7 separate regions of the Mus musculus genome follow, and regions 1, 2, 3, 5, 6 and 7 are each linked to region 4. The links are chromatin contacts, called in public Hi-C, HiChIP or PLAC-seq and promoter capture Hi-C maps. All regions are on one chromosome and are shown on one strand. The core of a region is the stretch at or near the end of the contact, and the rest is flanking DNA. Distances in the headings are between cores, read along the strand shown. Region 1 has its middle 110 kb from the start of Gm26263. Region 2 overlaps Farsb (phenylalanyl-tRNA synthetase, beta subunit). Region 3 overlaps Sgpp2 (sphingosine-1-phosphate phosphatase 2). Region 4 holds the start of Pax3 (paired box 3). Region 5 overlaps Sgpp2 (sphingosine-1-phosphate phosphatase 2). Region 6 has its middle 130 kb from the start of Pax3. Region 7 has its middle 54 kb from the start of Gm26263.

Region 1 (2,700 bases), core at 177-2,676, 190 kb before region 4:
TTCTTTCAATCTCACAAAACCAATCCAAAACGTGGAAAATTAGGAGCAGAAAACTCTGAAGGTCTTTAGGCTTCAAGAGAGCATCAAGGAAGCCATCGATATGTGCCTTTTATAGGATGAAGTACAACGGAGGATACAGGACCCAGGCAGGAGGAGATGAAGATAAGAGGTTAGCTGTATCAGTATAGAGGAGGAGGCAGCAACTGGGCCATGTCCCTTCTCTCAGAATAGCCCCTCACTAAGCCCCTTTTCGCCTCCTCATCCTCAAGAGTTTAGTGAAAGGAGATGCTGAAGGGAGATTTTTTTCCCCCTGCAACCTCCCGTGTCATGAAACTGAGAAGCAACAGGAAAGAGATCCCCCATCGCATCCCATACAAACAAACACAAGCAAACACCACCGTATCGCAAGAGATTTTGTGTCTCCACATCACCAACCTGCCACCAATGCTGGTGGCACGCTAGCTTTGAGAGATGTTTAATAACACAGAGTTCTAAAACAGAAAAAGAGCTCAGGAGGCAACAAATTCGCCAAAAGGGAAAATGAAACCACCAAAGAAGTCATGGAATTCCTTGATAGTCCCCATAAGGTGACGTAACCTACCCTCCGATCTCCCACTTGGATATTTAAACTTAATGTCTCAGACAGGAGGGTCACAGAAGACAGAGGTGTTGATACATTTCTCATGCTCTCTCCTGATCCTTCGTCTCTCTCTCTCTCTCTCTCTCTCTCTCTCTCTCTCTCTCCCTCTCCTCTTGACCACTTATATTCACTTTCTCCTTCACTGTAGCCAGAGACCAAGAAGCAGACTCCAGTTTCCCTAGAACAGATCAATCCTAACAACAATTTACTCTCATGGATGAAAATCCCATTTTCCTCTATGAGGGACTGCTCAGTCAGAAGGCCATGTGGGCCCAATTTGAAAGAAATGGGAAAAAGAAACCAGCCACATCCACTGAGAGCCTGAGGAGCAGGCTGTCCAAGAACAGGGGGGTGGGGGTGGGGGACCAGCATGTACTATGCTTCTAAATTTTATAAGGATTTAGAAGAGCAGAAGAAAATAGCGAAATAATAATTTGGTGCTTAGAGGCTGTGGCTCAAAAAAAATTACAATATTGAATTATAGCAATATGGGATGGTTGCCAAAACTAAGTTTCTTTCTTTTTCTTTTTCTTTTTTTCTTTTTCTTTTTCTTTTTTTTTTTTTCTCCTTCTTTCTTTTTTTTTTTTTAATTTGGCCTTTAAGCCATTTAACAGAAAGATTCCTTTAAAATAATCTATCTATAAAAAATGGAAGCTCACAGAGCTCTTAGAGCTTAAAAGTTACAGACAAAGGAAGCAACTGAAGTGCCTCTCCTGATCGCACCTTAGACTCCTGAGGTCTGCAGAGAGACTGCAAAAGAGCGCCCCCGCATGGACATAGTGAGACGCAGCCTCTGTCGTAGGCACACGGGTGCGCAGTGTAGTTAGAAAAGTGTCCACAATCTCAGGCAAGGACCACACAGTGATGGCAGCCATTTTCCCTGTGAAAAAGTAGCTGTGAAGGGAAGCAGGATATTGACTTAGTAAGCCCACTTCTCTTCTTTCTCTCCCATGGCTTTGAGCTATTTTGTTTTCTCTGGTGTGTGTCCAAGGTAATAGGACCGGTTTCTGCAAATCGCACTGGAAAGGCGGCCCTGGGTACTTTGCATGCCTCGAGTTTGCAGAGGGCTCGTGGAAGCGGCAACAGGTGGGTCTTATTGAGGTTTACAGAAGCAGTCCTGGGGAGGCAGCGTGCCAAGTGTCAGCTCTGCGTTCCATAAATATGCATACATTAGCGTTTAAGATCTCCCTGCATGAATCAGGGTTATTCTATTCTGAAGCACATAAAATTTCATGTGAATTCCATTTTGGTGGGACTTGAAATATACCGCTCACTGACAGTACATTTTCTCATCCGATACCCACAGTAGATTTTATTTAGCATTTAACAATATCATGATTGACTTGTTAATAAAAACTCTCTTATTTCAGATGGGTCATAAATCAGACTGAATCTTTGAAGAGCTGTGCAAACAAGCGAGGAAGGATCCAAGATGACTGTATATTTCTAGTCTCTATTCAGTTTGGTCCCTGATGCTGGCATGATGGCATGTTAAAATTTTGGAGAGAACTTTCAAAGTGAAAAAGTGTCCATTGGCTCATTTTACCAGAAAGGAAGAAAGAAAGAAAGAAAGAAAGAAAGAAAGAGAGAGAGAGAGAGAGAGAGAGAGAGAGAGAGAGAGAGAGAAAGATAAGAAAGAGAAAGAAAAAAGGAAGGAAGAAAGAGAAAGAAAGAAAGAAAGAAAGAAAGGGAAAAGAAAAGAGAAGAGAAGAGAAGAGAAGAGAAGAGAAGAGAAAAGAGAAGAGAGATATAGAATTTTCTAGTTCATAATCCATTTCCTTCATTTTGTGTACTTAGTGCATATCAAACACACAGCCTTCAACATTTTCTGTGACTGAGACAGGATTCTGCCTAGGAATGTAGACACTGAGCAAGTCTGAAGACGATGCAGGCAGTCTAGGGAATAGAATTCCCCGCGTGCTGCGGTCCCTCACTGTGCTGTTATGGTTCATTAACTGTTATGTTAAAGAAAGCTACAGAGTTAAAGCATTTCTTTATCACTGTGCTCCTTAGAGATGTGACTGCTATATATGAATCCCAACATGATCTGAAAATTCCCT
Region 2 (2,700 bases), core at 41-2,540, 250 kb after region 4:
GGAACCCAACAATATGTGTAAACTAATATGAGAGGCCTAATTCTGCTGCAGAAATGTAAACACACACATACACACACACACACACACACACACACACACACACACACACACACACACAGTCTTTCTCCTCCTGAAGGGAGAAAATGAAGTGCAACAGAGCTAAATGGCCCTTTCATACTGCTGACTTGCTTCTGGGTCCTCCTGCCATGTGGTCCCCATGTGTTGGTGTCAAGGCCTCCACTTGAACACAGGCATGCACTGAACCCACTTTGTAGCTCCACACTCACCGTGAGAGAACAGGCCGACAGTAAGGCCGCCATTCCAAGGGCTCACCAATGCAAATGAGAAGCTGCCTTAGTTTGGTAATCTTTGCCTTGGTCTACTTTTTCCTAATCTCCAAATTATTTAAAGTGAACCTTTCTTGATAACAGTAAAATATCTAGACCAAAACCACAGAAGTTTTAAAGCAATTTATGTGCTTTGAGGAACTATAGCAAAAAAAAATTTACAGTTAAAACTTTAAAAAAGAGCTGCAAACAGAGTCAGTTGACAGAGTGCTTTAGCACTGCACGGTGGCACTAGCATCTCATGTTCAAGGGCATCCTCGGGGACACAGTGAGTTTAACGCTATCTTAGGCTACATGAGCCCTTCTCTTCAAAAAGATAAAAAATAAAATTAAAGTTTATTTCTTTTAAGAAAAGTTTCAGGATATTTATAACTTATGTGGGAAATAATAAACTAACTTCTAGGTTTAATTTTGCAATACTTTGAGGGCTGCGTGTTAACCTCATTATTTAGGTGTCCTCCCTACCCCACGGTTTTTCACATTTTCCAGAGGTACCACCCCCTCTGGATTTGGTTCTTCATATTTTGTTTAAACATTCACTCTCCATTCCCATCATCGCCCACAGAAAAATGATGAGGTATGCTAAAACTCCCACCTCCTTGCCTTCTGCAGGAGAGGCCATATTACATCACAGGAAGTAAAGACTGCATGCCACAAAGTAAGAACTATTTAGATTTCATGCCAAGGCTAGGGTTTGTTGGAAATGCCTTGGTTCTTTATAACTCAGTTAACAGACCTCTTGTGTCATGCCATCAAACAATTCTGCTTCTTAAATGGGCCTGCCAAGTATGTCAGCCTAAATTATCCATGTATTGCACAGACTTCAAAGTACTGCCTGGAGAGAGCTGATCTAAACCACCCAAAGGAGGGGTGGCTAGATGCAGTTCTGTGAGCTCAAAGAATACAACACATGAGGGTTTGTTTGGTTTGTTTAAGGAAAAGAAAAGGGAGTGGCACACAGTGCTGAGCATGTGACTCATATCCTAGGCTTTGCCATCGGCTTCCAGGCAGTGTAGATCCTGTTGCACCAATGATTAGAGGGGAATTAGTGGTTTCTGGTAATAATATCATCTAGGGTACAGAGTCATCCTTACACTCACATGTACCCAGACGCCAAATAAAGATGCTGTCAGAACAAAAGTGTAAGGGGAGAACAAAAAGCTTCTGGAAAAATCAAGGGCTGATACTGTGCTCATGCTGGAGATTCACAGTAGGCCAGACTCAGAGAATGAAGCACTTCACTGGTGCATCTATGGCTACCTTTCCAGCAGCATTTTCAACACTGGTACTCACAAAACCGTAACTCATGCTGCAGACCTGCCTCCTAAAGAATTTTAGCATGTTCTAAATGACCACAGCTAATGTAGGGAACCAAGAATCCTGATGTATTCCTTACAGGACTATAAATTAGTATAGTGAAATAAGTAAGCAAAGGCATGGAAGTGAAGGAGGGACTAGATGGGGAGATCAGCGGCAGTGACGGGGTTACAGGCCATGAGGGTGTGAATAAAACACAGGGCACAATAGGCAGTGGGTGCCCTTAATCCCAGCACCAGGCAAAGGCAGTCAGACTGGAGGCCAGCCTGGTTTACAAGTTCCAACCAAACCAGATGTAGCTGTTTTAAGAAAAAAGAGGAGAACAGGAAGAAAAGAAAATGGCATAGTAAAATCCATTTTATAGGTATAATTAATGTATGCAATATAGTACCATATACGACATATGTATAGACATAACTATATGCTGGGTATGTTGGCTCATGTGAACCTGTAAGCAGGATGTAAGTTTGAAGATAGGCAAGATCACAGAGCAAGACCTGACTCAAAACCAACAAAGTCAAAACAAAAACAAAAACAAAAAAGAGAAAAAAAATCAGTTAAAAAGTTTAGAAAATAATTTACTAAATTATCAAATATTTAAATGTATATACCTAGGGACTGACAATTATTTCTAAAATAATTATTTGCTCAAGGGAAAATGATACTCACTTAAAGACATACTTTAGGAAAAGTCTCAGGACCATCATTCATTCATGCTCACTCTGCTTTCCATATGGTAGACTATTATACAACTATTAAAAATGAGATCACTAGTATGCATCCAGATAGGTTAGATTAAGTGTAACCGCATCTGTATAAACTACAAAACTATCACTTTCTTTGTAGCTGCACACAGAAGTGTAACATGGCCACAGATATATGCAAGGACAGGCAGTGAATTAATTCTAGATGTGGAATGTCTGACAAGTTGTAGATCTTATTTTTTTAATTAAACAGAAGAACAAAATTCCTAAATCAATAAAACATATTCATGAAAGCTTAAGAATATTAAAAATATATGTTCAATTGTAAGGAA
Region 3 (2,831 bases), core at 219-2,718, 200 kb after region 4:
TGGAATCAGAGCTTCCTTTCTTTTTACACTTTCCTGGGTTAGAGCTGGTGACAGAATCACAGAGCAGCATATTCATTTAGAAGTTGGCCCATCCTTTTACCACATAACCAACAGTTAGTATGGTAAAGAGTCCTTGAGTATTCAGGGTGTGACGTGGGATCCAGCCGGAGAATTGCAGAGCATAGAGCTGGTTGTGGTTTGCCACAGGAACACCATTTCTCATTCCATTCTGTACAAGAAAGATGTCTTTAAGAAGAAATGGGCCTTTGACAGCAGTGTTCATTTCAGCTGTGACACTGCAAGAGACATTAGCAAAAGGCCTTGTCAGGGAAGGACATCTGCCCAGGCCTTCTTGAGTCTCTCCCTGGTGCCAGGACTGAGTTCTCATGTAACAGTGTAAGGATGGGTCATCAGGGGAGAATGCAAAGGGAGTGCCAAACGAGAGCAACAGGAAGCCTCGGGAGAGGCAGGTAAGGCATACAATTAAGAGCCTATAAGGCTGAGATGAGGCTCAGTTGGAGAAACGCTTGCGTAACATTCACAAAGCTGTGGTTCCATCGCCAGAACAGAATAAAATGGGGCATGGGGCACGATGTCAGACAACTGCAATCCCAGCCCCTGGAAGGTTGAAGCCAAAGGATCAAAGTTAAGTTCTCTTCAGTACATAGCAAGCTTGAGGCCGTCGTAGGCTACATGAGGCAATGAAGCAGATTCCATAGTAGATAAAAATATCTAAGTATAAACGAAGACATCCGCCCTGTGTTTCCACAGGTATACCTGCCCTAATCCAGGCCCCAAGCAGTTTGCTGTTTGAGTGAAAGGGGGCCCAGATCTTAGAAACACCAAAGAGGCAGTGAAGAGGGTGCTCTTCTGCCTACCAAGGCTCGGTCCTCCTCGCTCCTCTGCCCCAGCACACACTGCATCTGCTGGTTTCTGAGGTGGGGGGAGGGGAGCAGAGCATTCTCAATTCGCCACACCACTTCTCCACATGACAAAGACTTCTCTGCAGATCCCTTCCTAGACCTCAGTGTGGAACTCTGCAGGACTCTCCTGGGTGTTTTGGCATTTCTTTTTATCTGGTGCTACTTTTTAATTTCCATAGGTTTCCATTTTGGAAAGGAAAAAAAAAATCGACCTCAGGTTAAAATTAAAACCAAAGAAAACGCAGGAATGCGGGGCTCCAGACACACAGAGAGAAAACACACAAATCCACTTCAGTGAAACACAGTTACTTTTTTTTCTCCCTCTCTTTCCTTTTTAAGTGGCTTTTGGAGATGGAGAGGCAGATATTTGTGGGAAGATTGATTGGGCCTCTCATTTAGATGCAAGGAATGGGTTGCAGCCATTCTTAGGGAAGGATGGAGTGAGGGCCCGGGGCTGCTGCTCTCCTCCCTGGTCCCGGTCCACTGTACCCCACTGGCTTTCTCTTACTCAGTTCTGCCCTTGCCTTGCAATTCGACACTGGCTCAGGTCCAGAGTGCATCAGGCTGCAGGACCAGAGCCTGGCTCAGGGCACCATGAGTCATGACATCCTCGTAGCAAAGGGAATGGCTGTTAGCAGAGTGGTAAATTATAGGTTCCTGCAGTTCTGTGCTCAGCTCGATAATTTCTGAGGGGTGTCAGGCTTGGAACGAGATCTAGGGATATCTTGATCTCTAGGAACAAACCCACCTGCTCTCCTGGATCTCAGAGTCTACTGAAGAAAGCAGAAGTGTGAGCTAGTGATAACTTGGCATGGATGCTATAATTAGCAAAGGCCTGAGCCAACTAAGATAATGTGGTTTCTCGCCAGGACCCCTCAGAACAATCCACAGGAGGCAGTGGCCCCACCATCGCTGCCTGTTCAAATCCTGTAGAAATCTTTGCCATTTTTTTTTTTTTGTTGTCTGATAGTTTCATACCTATGTATAACACATTTTAGTTATTTACACCTCTCTTCCCCTCTCTCACTCCCTCCAACTGAAACCTTCTCCCTGAGAAGTCTCCTCTTTACTTTCATGTCTTCTTCATGTGTGGCTCTCTGAATTTAATTAGAGCTTTGTGGTAGTTTGAGTATGCTTGGCCCAGGAAGTAACACTATTAGGATGTGTGGCCATGTTGGAGTAGGTGTGGCCTTGTTAGAGAAAGTGTGTCACTGTGGGCGTGGGCTTTAAGACCCTTTAAGATCCTAGCTGCCTGGAAGCCAGTCTTCTTCTGTTTGCCTTCGAAACAAGATGTAGAACTCCCAGCTCCTCCTGCACCATGCCTGCCTGGATGCTGCCATGCTCCTCCTGCCTTGATGTTTATAGAGTGAACCTCTGAACCTGTAAGCCAGCCCCAATTAAATGTTGTCCTTTTATGAGTTGCCTTGGTCATGGTGTCTTTCACAGCAGTAAAACCCTAACTAAAGCAAACTGCTTCTCCAAGGTGGAAAGCTATTTATTGGATCACTGGACAACGTATCAGTGGCTACCCAACTGAAGAAAATGACTCCTGTTCCACCAGCAATCATTAACAGCTAGTAATCCCTCGGGAGGTGTGGGACCATGTGGGTCCCTCCATAATCCCATGGATATCTTAAAAATACCTCTGGCCATATCTGTATACCCACAGCTATTAGCAGCATTAGTTACAATAGCAAAGAAAACCAAAATTTGGAAACAACCTGTGTCTGCTGTTGAATGAAGAGATAAATAAAACGTAGTATATACCTACAGTAGAATATTATTCAGCCTTATATAAGCAGGAAATTATGATTCATGCTATAATGTCAACAGAAATTATTTCTTGAATATAGAAGATGGATTTTGCTCTAGAACGAGTTCTGGAGGTGCATGCTGGGGTGGTTGCAC
Region 4 (2,858 bases), core at 32-2,531:
GATAAGGGTATAGTAGGCAAGGGTTGGGGAGGCTCCCGAAAGGAGACACAGGTGACAGCAGGTATCACCTGTTACACTTAAAAAATAAAAATGGCAGCGAGCCTAGCTGTGGACACCACTGCCGAAATGACCGCCCTTGCACGTCACGTTTTACTCTGGATCGAGGTCGAAGGGCTCCTCCAGAACCCCAGTCTCCTGCTTTTACTTCCCAAATTATTTGGTCGGGTTCGGGTTTGCAGTAATTTCTACCTCCCCGAAATTTCCCAGCACCTTTAAGCAAACCGAAAGGCATTGCCAACCATTTTAGAAACTTCGAGATGCCACTTGAGTTGAGTGGAATTTGCTAATCAATGCTAAAACTTTTCAACTAGGAAGGGCCACCAGAATTTTTCACAGCAGGAAAATTCTTGCCGAACTAATAGTAGTTATTCAAAAGTGAACGCAGCCCGCACAATTTCGTAGCAACTTTAGGTGAACAGAAAGAGAACTTGCTTCCGGCGCTGCGAAGCTTGTTCACCTTTCTCACGGCAGCAATTCCGAAACAACAGGGCAAAGTGGAGCCGGCAGGAGCAGGCCAGGCAAGCTCCGAGAGCTTGTAGTGAGCTTAGCACTCCGTTTGCAGCCAGAACGTGAAATGGGGCTTCTCCCGCTCTCCACGAGAACCCCCTCCCCACTTTTGCTTCTTGGGTTGAGAAGTACCACGGGAAGAGGCTCCCGGTAAGGCACGAGTGGAGGCCCTGGAGACCAGGATTGGGGTGCGGCAGCCAATCCCAGGCCCGGGGATCCGGACGAGCTGAGGCCCTAACATACCTTCCAGCGGGAAGCCGCTGCGTGGGTAATTCTGCCCCGGGCCGGGCCGCATCATCCTGGGCACAGCGCCGGCCAGCGTGGTCATCCTGGGGGCAGCTTCGCTCGCAAATTATATCCAGGTGAAGGCGAGACGAAAAAGCGAGCACAGTGCGGCGGGTGACCCTCGGGAACTCTCCGGATCTCGGAGAGCTCCTCCCCCAAAAAAGGCCAGAGAGGGAGGCGGGGCGCGGGGAGGGGGGCGCTAATAGATCCAAGTCCACAGGCTCCAGAGGAGTCCCTTGAGTGCAGGATCCCAAGCCCAGGGCGGACGAGTTTGGTGCGAGTCTAGCAGATCGGCCCCTCAGCTGGGGCTACTGGCAAAGGTGCTCACTGCACCGCGAAGATCGGGTGAGGGAGGGTGGTGACGAGGCAGGAACACGTCCCAAGTCTCCTCCCGTCGTGACACCGAGTGCAGGGATCCGGACTAGGGAGCATTTATTAGTTCTTTCACCCAAAGCTTGATCAGGAGCCCTGAGCTGCGATTGGCCGAGGAGGAGACCGTCCCGGGTGGCAAAGACACGCGCTGATTGGGCGACAGAAGCTACTTTCTCTTCCCATCCCTGACGGTCCCCAGGCCTCCGCCGACCCAGAGGGGGACTAGCTCTGTGTCCCTTTCTCAAGAGAAGGGTGGACAGGTTGAAACTAGGAGAGGCAGCTTGGGTGGCAAGAGCCAGTGAGGATGGAAAAAGGCTCGCGGTGTCCCTGTCCCTCTACATGAGATTCAGCCTTGATCATCTTGGTTTTCTATTACTCTGTCCTAATCTCTTTCCGCCTTTCTCTGGAAACCTTGCTATATCCGCCCCTTATTTCCTCTGTCTGCCCCTGCTTTTCACCTGTGGATTTCGCTTCGGGATTACTAATACGGAGATGGCGGTGGAGCAAATTTGGAAAGGGGCACAGAGAATTCCGGATGTGTTTCCTTTTCCTTTCTCTGGTCTGCCTCTGGGCCTGAGCTCCCTATGTGAGCCTCCCAGAAAGGCATCTCTCAGGAAGAGTCCAAGATGTGCCCAGAAGGTCCTTTTGTCTTTCTTAGGCTGGGAATGAAAGACAGGTGGCATAGCCATGACAGAGACTGAAGAGGTTAGGCCTCCCCTGGGCTCCAAGTTGCAAGCAATGGGGAAGCCAGCTCCTTTTCTTGGTTTAAAAACCCTTCTGAGAAGCGGGGACTTTAAATCTCCACGTACACATTCATCCCCGATGCACTTGCATCTATATGTTGAGGTTTTGCCCGGGTGCAGCGTTTGTTCTCAGGAATTTATTATGGCATTCAGACTAAACTGCTGGAAAAATAAAAGAAGCAACGTCTTGGCTAGGAGCTGAAGTGTCCCCAGCAGGATATGACGCCAGGAGTGTTGTAAAGACTGTCTGTCCTTAGAGAAGGTACCATTGTGCCTAGCCTTTTATTTATAACTTGGTAAGTGCCAGCGAACACTCCTCCCTTACACCCCCCTCCCGTGCCAGCCCCACGTTCTGCGCTGCTCTTTATTCCCTCAAGTCTATTCAGGGACTGTCACTCTGGGGCCGAGAGGTATTCAGGGCCTTAATCAATCAAAAGGATGAGAATCAGGCAGGTTTTTTCCCCTTTGAAATAAAGGAAACAATGACTTCTGGGCTTCAAGTTCCCTTTTCTTTTTATGATATTTGAATTTTTCCTGCCCCTGAATCCTCCAACCCTCTCTCCATGTCCTCCCCCCCCCCATCTCCTTTGACAGTTTTGATGTGAACTCAGGCCCCCAATCCTACTTGCCCACCCCCTAATTAAGGCAAACTCAAGGGGGGGGGGCGTGCGTGTAGTTGTTCAAAGTCCCTGAGCTGGCCCTTTAAGAGTTCACTCCCAGTGGAGAAAGCTGGGTAGCTCTTTGCTCCCCCTGAAGTCAAAAGGGCTTATCGACCCTGGGAGCAGGCGAGACGGGCCTCTGGGGACTCCAGAAAATGTCTGGACACCCCACCCCCACCCACCCACATTTGGGGAGGAGCATTAGAGCTCACAGTGGAGAGAGAGTCCAGAA
Region 5 (2,848 bases), core at 191-2,690, 150 kb after region 4:
GCCTGCAGCTCTCCAGTTAGGCTCTGCTGGCTGGCCATCACCTCTCCAAGTCTGGGATTATGAGTGCATGCCACAAAGCCTGGCTTTTTAAACATGGATTCTGAGAATCAGTTTTGAATGCCTTTTCTGACAGACAGGTAATTGCAGTTGCTCTGGTGATCAACAGCAAAAGTCATACTCAGGAGACAGTTCTATAGGCCATCCCTAGGACTCGGGGTGTAGCCCATGGAGAACTTTCCTGGTATGGGTGGAGCTCTGGAGCCCCAGAACTTCAAAAAATGAAAATAAAAGAAAAAAAATTAAGCAAAACATCTGTAAGCAGTTTCTGTTCACAGTTATAACAGGATCTCAATGTGTTCTGGAGTGTAATGGATTCTTAGTGGAGACAGCTCACACCGTTCTACTCACATATTAGCCCTTTCACACTTCAATGTGTGATCGAAGCACGAGAGACCCTCGTCACAATTCCAGGGGACTCTAGATCTTTGGATCCTTTTGAGGGGCTAGGAATCCGAATTTGTATGTGACATCCATGCTGCTGTCTAGAAGCCACACTTCAATGGACAAGGGCTTAGATGCTACTGAAGACATCCTTTTAACTAGAGAAGTGCCCATACATGGCAGTCTGATGAGATGTATAACTGGTTTAATATGGCAGTCTTCTCTGATGGGGGTGATTGGTGGGGACCTCCATCAGCCACCCTCTTTATGTTTTGTTTTTTGAGAAGGGTCTCACTATGTAGCCCTGGCTGACCTGGAACTTGATATGTAGTCCAGACTGTCCTTAAATTCCAAAAGATCCTCCTACCTCTGGGATCAAAGGCGTGTGCTATCACCCCTGACTCTATCAGCCATTCTGACATGAAGGTACAAGACTTTAAATGTTCTTTTTCTTCCTTCCAAGTCTTTGAGCCCACAGTCACCCGGATTTATTGTTTCCCTTGGATGCGCAGAGACGACAGAGACAAGCCATTAAGGTCTAGTTTCCTTCCTTACCGAGAAGTCATAGTTCTTGTGCCATTTCTGACACATCAGGATTATCAGCTGAGGTCAGCCAGTACTTTCTGGAAAGCGTCTTCCTGTGGGAAGCAATGAGAACCACAGTCAGCACACTTGGCCATCCCTGAGGTCTGTGTCTGTAGGTGTAGGAACCACAGTCCGTGTTTACTGCGCAGGAATCCCCAGTGTCCTACGCCGCCGGTGGTGCTGCATCCTGGATGAAGCCCAGAGCCTGCGGGAGAATTCAGGGTGGGTCGGCCCTCAGCCTGTGGCATTCAGTTGCCATCCATGAAAGAAAGACTCACTTTCTCTGGGTTTCATCAAATTGTTTTGGTTCCTGTGGTTTCTTACTAAATAACTATCATCAAATCCCACATGGCAAAGCCAAGGCCTGACACAGACGCGGGCATTACTCATCTGGATGGACCGAGAGGCTCGCTGAGTTCTCAGTTTTAATTTCAGATAGAAGATGGGAGCATGCAGAGGTCACTCACAGGCAGAGCCTCCTTCCCCCTTCCTCTCTGTCAAAGTCTGAGTCACCCTTCCAAGATAGTTTCCTTGCCTCTTTCTCTTTCATCCTGTTTTTTTTTTTCTCTCTTCTCTTAAATTTGTTTGCTTTCTTTGCTGTATATCCCACCAAGAGCAGATAGCCTTCTGTAATCCTTTCCCTTTATACTATCAATAGAAATAATGCAAGCACTCCTACTATTGATTAAGCAGAAACCATGTGTCTGATTCACCACATGTGTTCGCCATGCACATTCATTTGGTCTTCCCAATGCCTTGATAAGGGAAGCTGCTTTTGCAGGCTCACAGCAGAACATGGCAGCTCAGAGGTGTCCAACAGATGTGCCATTAGGTCCAGGGTGTCAGAACACCCAGACCCTCTGAGCTTCTCCTCTCCTTGTAACTCAGCCAAAGGTTGCAGCAAGTTGAGTAGGCTTATGGACTTCCCACCCACAGAGGGCTTCACCTCACCTGCTGTAAGATGGATACAGAATGGTTCTTCTGCCTTGGCTCATGGTATGGCCCATGCCTATTCTCAAGTCAGACTTCATTTCTTCAGCGGCATGCCTGAGCTGTGGCCCTTAGATGACCTTAAAGTTTACCCCCAAAGCTTTTGCACAGGGTGAAAGAGTCAGGCACGGTGGTACAGTGCTGTACATGGTGAGAGGGAGGAGGCAGGAAGCAAGGCTGAGAGACTTTAAGGTCTTGGGAAGATTCAGAGAGCACTGTCCGTGTGAATGTGTGAGAGAGTAGAATACAAAACACGATGCTTCCATGTGCTCTTGCAGGTGGGGGCAAGGAAGTCTCGCTGGAAGTGTCTTTGGTCCTGTAACCACTAGTGCTTAGGGGGCTTCTTGGGTGCCCTTGCCAGCCTTTGCCTCCTCTGACACAAGGGTGAAGGAAAAAGTGCAATGTAGCAAAGATGGAGTCAAAACCAGGATGAAGAATATGTTCCAGTACTTCAGAGGCTGGGGCAAGCAGAACTCTGAGTTTGAGGCCAGCCCAGTCTGCAGAGTGAATTCCAGGATAGCCAGGGCTACACAGAGAAACCACTTCTTGAAAACAAAACAAAAACGAAACAAAAGTCCTCAGACCTTGTAAAAGGCTCGGGGCATGTTAAGTAATGCTACATTTAAGGTGAACACAGTCACAGTTGAGTGAAAACACCTATACCCACCCAGGGCTTTGCAGTGGGAGGGGACAGCAGACATGTTCAAAGAGGCTGAACCTGAGGGGTGGGACAATGGGTAAGTTGGCTTTCGCTTTTGACTTTTCAGATGGTTCCAAGTGAAATGTGTTCATCAGAAAAGCAAGGGCTAAATCAGATACCAGGGAAGAAAAG
Region 6 (2,708 bases), core at 31-2,530, 130 kb before region 4:
GAAATTCTGAATATAAGATAATACAGCAAAGAAATGTACCTCCTTAAGTATGCATTTCAATAACAACAACTTACTTCTAAGGAAATTACACAAGAAAGATATTTTCTAGGTCAAAATATCTGAGAAATCATAAATACTTGTTTGAGCCATGTTAAAGATAGACAGAACATTGCTTCATCAACACAAATGCAAGCACACAGAGTCCTCAGCTTCCTGAATACCACCCTGGCCTTTTAACCACAAGGAATCGGGCCCTTGGATCTTACCTTACAGCTGGAAGGACCATCTCATTTTTCCTCGTCAAGCGAGAGCTCTCTACATTTTCCAAGTCCTGGGTTGTGTCATCTGCCTGTCAGGAAGGCAGTTGCTTGTTTGATTGTTAATTGCTCTTGTTTTTTATTATAGAACACATTCAGATTTGGGTAAGTAACATGTTCTTCTTTGTAATTAGATATAGTAGTTAAAATATCTTCCAATTCACCATGGCATTTTCCTTTAATCAGCACATCAGCCAGGCTGTGCAGTGATGCCGGAATCATATCTGCAGCTTTACCACAGCAGCACACTGCTCAAAGAACATTGTGCTCCCACTACATTGGACAACAGCAAAGGAATTCAAAGGCAATAGATCTGACTCTGCAAGCTGGAAATGTGTGAACCAAATCAAGTGGAAACGGGGGCTGTCTCCATCATTTTTATCACCAAGTTTTAATTTTCTTCCCACAGCTCTTAGGACATTGCTACATTAAAAAAAAAGTCACCTAGCAATCATGTCTGGAGAGCATGTTAGAGAAGGCATAAGCAGGGCTTCTCCAGTTTGCCCCTTAGGAAAGACAGGAAAGCTACACACTGGTGTCTAAGTTAGTACATGATTAAATGACCATGGCATCCTGCAAAAGGGACATAGAAAACTAAGGACCAGGGGAGATAACAACTTTCAAGTGCTTTCTCATGAAATCTTTTTCCCAACGTTGCTTGGTACAATTCACAGAAGAGAGAACTCAAGTAGTAGAAAGGTTGTTTGCCAAGTGTGAACCAGGAAAGGGGGTTTAGCCAAGCCTACAACCTAGACATCTTCCCATGATAGGGTGCACCCATAGTGTGATCTCCCTCTCCAAACAGGACTCCATCAGCTCCTCGATGTTCACCTGGCAAGCCAGCCCTGTATCATCTTCCTTTGCCTTGTATTCAGTTCATCTGTAACTGACAGAGCAGCCCAGACAAACCAGAGACTGGGGACTAAGGGTACGGGCAAGGAGTAAGAGATGTAGAGTCAGACTCCTGAAGCTGAAAGCCAGGTTTTACCATTTGCTCCCTGTGTGTTCTTGGGCATGCATTTTTCTAAGATTAACACAAACATAATGTTGATGGCCTGGGTGTTGAAGCACTCAGTGCCTGCTTTACATCCTAGCTCAGCCTTGTACATATGGAGAAACCCTAGCAGCTCCTGGGTCTTTGTGTGTCACGTTTCACACCTATAAAACAAGAATGGTGATATGAAATACAATCAGATGTGGACTAAATAGAGTAGTTCATGGAGCTCCTAGAGCTTAGCCTTGTAATAAGAGCTCGATGGCCTTTATCCTTTGCTCCAAGACTCCTTTCCTATCTGTAAAATGATGGTAGAAATAGGTCATGAGGGATGGCGAGGTGACTCAGTGGGTAAGAGCCTCTAGTGCTCTTGCAGAAGACCTGAGTTCAGTTCCCAGCACCCATGCCAAGTAACTCACAACCACCTATAACCAGCTCCACTACAGTGGTTCTCAACCTGTGGGTCTCGACCCCTTTGGTGGGGTGTCAAACAACACTTTCCCAGAAGTCATCTGTCAAGTATCCTGCATATCGGATATTTTTATTATGATTCATAAAAATAGCAAAATTACAATTACAAAGTAGCAATGAAATGATTTTATGGTTGGAGTCACCACACCATGAAGAACTGTATTAAAGGGTCACACCATTAGGATGGTTGAGAAACCCTGCTCCAGGGGATCCAATGGCTTCTTCTGGCCTCTACTGGCACTGTCCCTTGTCTGCACTCAGCCCCCAAGATTTAGGTCATAACATGTGAGTGAAGGATTTATGGGGAGGGAAAACATGTCTGACATAAATGTAGGAGTTCAGAGTGGTTAGTATATGTGATATATATAAACTTGCGCAAATATTAATGAAAATGAAGAAAAATTAAAATAATAGGTCATGATGTCACTTTGGGAATCAAGTGGAATGGTAAGTGCAAAGGACCTTGCTGAATGTGTGATGGCTTTTTCCAGGAAAGGTGATCTGTTCACTCAAAAGCAAGTCCGTGTAACCCCAGAACCTTCCTCCTCACTGTACTGTAGCCTGACAGAGGCATTTGGATATGGAGACAGGTACATCTTAGTACACATAACCCAAGACCAGTGCCTCTGACGACAGAGCAGTGCAGAGGATGGGCCTACTAAAGTGAGAGTCAGTCTCCATGGCTGTGGACATAGAGGGATTGTTGCTTCTTAAACACACACAAGTGCACACATACACAGTGGAGGTAAACTATTTTATTTTATGCATACACGTTTTGAACACAGATACCTCCCATCTTCTGTTACAGCTTCTCAGGCAGCACAAATAAACTCATAGGACCCAGGTATGGCTTGAAGTCAGTTAAAGCCACTGCCTATCATTGCGTACCAGCTGAGATGAGCTTCTACAGCTGATCACTGACAACT
Region 7 (2,700 bases), core at 37-2,536, 240 kb before region 4:
CGTGTTTCAAGTCTATAGATTTGTGCAGGCTAAGAGCCTGAACCGTCCAACACCGACTATTAAAAGACCAAGAGTCTTCTTTGCGAGGTAGGTTCTTACTGTGAAGTCAGGGTGCTTATATTAGATCTGGCAAATTCAAACACCTGCAGCTGTTTTCTTTTTTCCTTTTCTTTTTAAATTTACATCCATAATCTAGAATATGAGAAAACGAATCCTGACTCAGAAAGGACTGCCCTGTTCTTTGTAGATTACCCCCATCCCTGTCTGTACCTGAGACATGAAGGCTGACCTGCAACATGAAGGCTGACCTGCGATAGTCTTTGATGCTTAACTTTGTCCTGGTCAAAGAGAAGCCATTTTTACAGTTTGAAATAAGGATTTAAGTGCTCACTTCAGTTCAGAAGCAGTCTTGACATTGTACATCCCTAAGTCAGTAATGAATCTGCATAAGCTTATTTTCAGTAATTCCACTAAACCACCCTGACATGACTTGGCTCTTTTTCATAAGGATTCTTTTGATCAGCTGCTTCTGTATTTCAAACTTAGCAGCTACAAATGTGTAATTTTATATGGAAAAAATACAATATTTCTCCTTAATTTGATGCAAATAAGTGCAAAATGTCATTTTCTGTTTCTTTGTACTTTTTTGGATGCAGGGGCAGCATCTTTGGTTTCTCAGGCAGGGACTACAACACCACAAGGGTGAGGGATAGGATGCCCTCGCTAGCAATTTGAGGAGAGATCACAACTGTCATCTCTTTTGCATGAATTTAGGATTAGGAAAAAAAAAATCTGCTCGTGCTAATGGAAAGCCTAGAAGAAAGTAATTTTAAATATAGCAAATTATTATGCAGGAATGAGTTTTGCATGTTTTCAATCAAGTAGTAACTTTAAAACCCAGTATTCCTCTGAGCATTTGAAAGTAAGACATCCAAACCACACTCGTGTATGTGAGCTTCACAAATGGGTTCGCAGCTCCACATTCTGGAAGGTTCCGTAAGTGCCTTGTGAAGGAACTTGGCTATTTCATAACGAGCATTCTGTTGGATTACAGGTGTTACCAGGGACTAAGTCACCATCAGCACAAACTTCCCTTTCAGTGGATGTCCAGGTATGCCCACAACTGATTATCTGTTAGTAATTATCACTATCTTATACCCTGACATTCCTAGCTCTCCCTTGTGAGTTTTCTGATGGCTACCAATAATAAGAGTAAATTACATGGGACCAAAAGAATTTCGTCCTTGTTTCTTACTGTAGCCAAAATTTACACATGTCTCTAATTCAGGGCTACTGTGTAGGGGTTAAGAAACTCTTAGAATTACAACAAATAATTACAGAAAATTGGGGAATTGTAGCCAAAGCACCTATTTGAATTCAGAAAGTCAAAGTGAGCAAGGTATCTACATTATTGCTGCAATAGTCATAGTGACCAGGAATGGAATTGGGCTAGTTGTCCCTCAGCAGATGAATGGATTAAGAAAATGTGGTACCTGGTATTCTGTTTAGCTATAGAGAAACTAGAAATCCTGCTATTTCCAGAAACGTGCATGCAACTGGAAATCATTATGTTAAGTGAAGTAAGCCAGAGTCTGAAAGACAAATAACACATGTTTTCTTTCATATGGAAAGCCTAAATTTAAAAGTATATGTATAATTATATATAATATATGCATATCTATGTGTGTATATTTTTATATGTGTGTTTGTAGGTCATGAAACTAGAAAGAAGATCATAAAGGGGGAGGGAGGGATCTTAAGGGGAGTGAGGAATGGACAGGAGAGTGAATACAGGGAAGAGAAAAATAAAAATGGGTACCAATGCAGAAGAAAGGGAACCAGCTGGGGACTAGGGGGGCAAGGAGGAGGGGAATGATTGAGAACAAAGTATAATAACATCTATGCTTGAAGATGCAAAGATGAAGCCCATTACTTGGCACACTAATCTAAAGGCTTAATTTTTTTTAACAAAAAGTGAATGACTTTCAAAAAAATTATATTTTTTGAAACCTACCTAGTATTATAGAAACGTCCAGACACACACACACACACACACACACACACACACACACACACACACTTTTTCTCACTGAGTTCATCAGACAGCACTTAGGGGAAAATGTTACCCAGAAGATGATGTCTCTGGGTTTGTGGGCTGTTGAATGAAGAGTTTTTGGTTAAAATATTTAACTGGTTGCTAATTCTGCAATTACTGCTAACTGGTGATGATCCACCCAACAGTACCATCCTAAACATGTACAGGGACTTTGTGCTGAACAAAAGGAGATTTCCCAGCACCTTCCATTTTATTTTTGGTGGTAAAAATAGGTTAAGCATGGGTTGACAGAGACACAAAGAGATGAAGGTAGAGAATTGCCAGGTCACATCACCTAACACCTCTTGGCCATATCCCATCAACGTCATATAGGGGAGGGCAAGTGAGACTGTGTAGGTCTGAGGCTTGCAACCCTGAAGCCTTCCTGGACTCATCATTTGTAGAAGGTTGACATTTTTCTGTGCAGTAATAGTGCTAAACAGCATCCCTGATTTCTACCCATGGATGCCAACAGTTTATCACCAAAATTATCTCCAAACATTGAAAAACTCCCTCAAGCTAAAGTTCTCCTGACTGGGGTGCAGTATTCTATGTCCATTCTCAGTCAATATGTCATACAAAAACTAAACATGTTTTGTGAAGCC

The links. Promoter capture Hi-C pulls out the DNA fragments that hold promoters and counts their contacts. A called contact is a pair of places that touch in the nucleus more often than the background predicts. HiChIP or PLAC-seq counts read pairs in DNA pulled down with a chosen protein or histone mark.
Region 1: a promoter capture Hi-C map of cranial neural crest shows a contact between it and region 4. The contact joins the enhancer-like site here to the promoter of Pax3 in region 4. A contact is called at or near these places in 6 of 39 promoter capture datasets (the 3T3-L1 cell line, cranial neural crest, frontonasal cranial neural crest and 3 more), 2 of 484 Hi-C or Micro-C datasets (embryonic stem cells and nephron progenitors), 13 of 115 datasets of contacts at active chromatin or transcription factors (craniofacial prominence, embryonic basal ganglia, embryonic forebrain and 8 more) and 2 of 9 other capture datasets (embryonic stem cells and embryonic tail).
Region 2: an H3K4me3 HiChIP or PLAC-seq map of craniofacial prominence shows a contact between it and region 4, with 4 times the contacts expected there. The contact joins the enhancer-like site here to the promoter of Pax3 in region 4. A contact is called at or near these places in 6 of 39 promoter capture datasets (the 3T3-L1 cell line, cranial neural crest, frontonasal cranial neural crest and 2 more), 4 of 484 Hi-C or Micro-C datasets (B cells, brown adipocytes, peritoneal macrophages and 1 more), 13 of 115 datasets of contacts at active chromatin or transcription factors (craniofacial prominence, embryonic hindbrain, embryonic limb bud and 8 more) and 1 of 9 other capture datasets (embryonic stem cells).
Region 3: an H3K4me3 HiChIP or PLAC-seq map of craniofacial prominence shows a contact between it and region 4, with 3 times the contacts expected there. The contact joins the enhancer-like site here to the promoter of Pax3 in region 4. A contact is called at or near these places in 3 of 39 promoter capture datasets (the HPC-7 cell line, cranial neural crest and liver), 11 of 115 datasets of contacts at active chromatin or transcription factors (craniofacial prominence, embryonic basal ganglia, embryonic forebrain and 8 more) and 3 of 9 other capture datasets (adipose tissue, embryonic stem cells and pancreatic islet).
Region 5: a contact with region 4 is called in a Hi-C map of muscle stem cells, with 2.2 times the contacts expected there. The contact joins the enhancer-like site here to the promoter of Pax3 in region 4. A contact is called at or near these places in 1 of 39 promoter capture datasets (the HPC-7 cell line), 3 of 484 Hi-C or Micro-C datasets (muscle stem cells, nephron progenitors and uterus), 1 of 115 datasets of contacts at active chromatin or transcription factors (craniofacial prominence) and 2 of 9 other capture datasets (adipose tissue and pancreatic islet).
Region 6: a promoter capture Hi-C map of the 3T3-L1 cell line shows a contact between it and region 4, with 2.3 times the contacts expected there. The contact joins the enhancer-like site here to the promoter of Pax3 in region 4. A contact is called at or near these places in 5 of 39 promoter capture datasets (the 3T3-L1 cell line, cranial neural crest, frontonasal cranial neural crest and 2 more), 2 of 484 Hi-C or Micro-C datasets (embryonic fibroblasts and granulosa cells) and 3 of 115 datasets of contacts at active chromatin or transcription factors (craniofacial prominence, embryonic limb bud and stem cell-derived neural progenitor cells).
Region 7: a contact with region 4 is called in a promoter capture Hi-C map of maxillary cranial neural crest. The contact joins the enhancer-like site here to the promoter of Pax3 in region 4. A contact is called at or near these places in 6 of 39 promoter capture datasets (cranial neural crest, embryonic stem cells, frontonasal cranial neural crest and 2 more), 1 of 15 datasets of contacts at CTCF or cohesin (stem cell-derived epiblast-like cells), 4 of 484 Hi-C or Micro-C datasets (embryonic fibroblasts and embryonic stem cells), 10 of 115 datasets of contacts at active chromatin or transcription factors (craniofacial prominence, embryonic hindbrain, embryonic midbrain and 5 more) and 1 of 9 other capture datasets (embryonic stem cells).

The regions. Positions count from the first base shown.
Region 1 is chr1:78,007,520-78,010,219 of GRCm38.p6, forward strand. No RefSeq gene overlaps it. Among named protein-coding and RNA genes, the nearest start is that of Gm26263, 110 kb to the left of the region's middle. Within about 2 kb of position 1,427, at least 14 of the 459 cell types and tissues checked have an H3K27ac peak or open chromatin away from gene starts, as enhancers often do.
Region 2 is chr1:78,447,116-78,449,815 of GRCm38.p6, forward strand. The region is part of intron 15 of Farsb (phenylalanyl-tRNA synthetase, beta subunit); the gene reads right to left. Among named protein-coding and RNA genes, the nearest start is that of Farsb, 40 kb to the right of the region's middle. Within about 2 kb of position 1,291, at least 59 of the 459 cell types and tissues checked have an H3K27ac peak or open chromatin away from gene starts, as enhancers often do. A contact at or near this core is called in pancreatic cancer cells, where this site is marked.
Region 3 is chr1:78,394,998-78,397,828 of GRCm38.p6, forward strand. The region is part of intron 4 of Sgpp2 (sphingosine-1-phosphate phosphatase 2); the gene reads left to right. Among named protein-coding and RNA genes, the nearest start is that of Gm51634, 40 kb to the left of the region's middle. Within about 2 kb of position 1,469, at least 51 of the 459 cell types and tissues checked have an H3K27ac peak or open chromatin away from gene starts, as enhancers often do. A contact at or near this core is called in craniofacial prominence and pancreatic cancer cells, where this site is marked.
Region 4 is chr1:78,195,855-78,198,712 of GRCm38.p6, forward strand. It overlaps Pax3 (paired box 3), which reads right to left and starts at 1,282. Exons shown (of 8, transcript NM_008781.4): 1 at 811-1,282. The coding sequence starts at 895. RefSeq lists a promoter at 846-2,836, an enhancer at 2,001-2,611 and cis regulatory regions at 2,001-2,233, 2,389-2,611.
Region 5 is chr1:78,346,296-78,349,143 of GRCm38.p6, forward strand. All of the region lies in intron 1 of Sgpp2 (sphingosine-1-phosphate phosphatase 2), which reads left to right. Among named protein-coding and RNA genes, the nearest start is that of Gm51634, 9.1 kb to the right of the region's middle. Within about 2 kb of position 1,441, at least 35 of the 459 cell types and tissues checked have an H3K27ac peak or open chromatin away from gene starts, as enhancers often do. A contact at or near this core is called in muscle stem cells and uterus, where this site is marked.
Region 6 is chr1:78,066,026-78,068,733 of GRCm38.p6, forward strand. No RefSeq gene overlaps it. Among named protein-coding and RNA genes, the nearest start is that of Pax3, 130 kb to the right of the region's middle. Within about 2 kb of position 1,281, at least 1 of the 459 cell types and tissues checked has an H3K27ac peak or open chromatin away from gene starts, as enhancers often do.
Region 7 is chr1:77,951,470-77,954,169 of GRCm38.p6, forward strand. No RefSeq gene overlaps it. Among named protein-coding and RNA genes, the nearest start is that of Gm26263, 54 kb to the left of the region's middle. Within about 2 kb of position 1,287, at least 1 of the 459 cell types and tissues checked has an H3K27ac peak or open chromatin away from gene starts, as enhancers often do.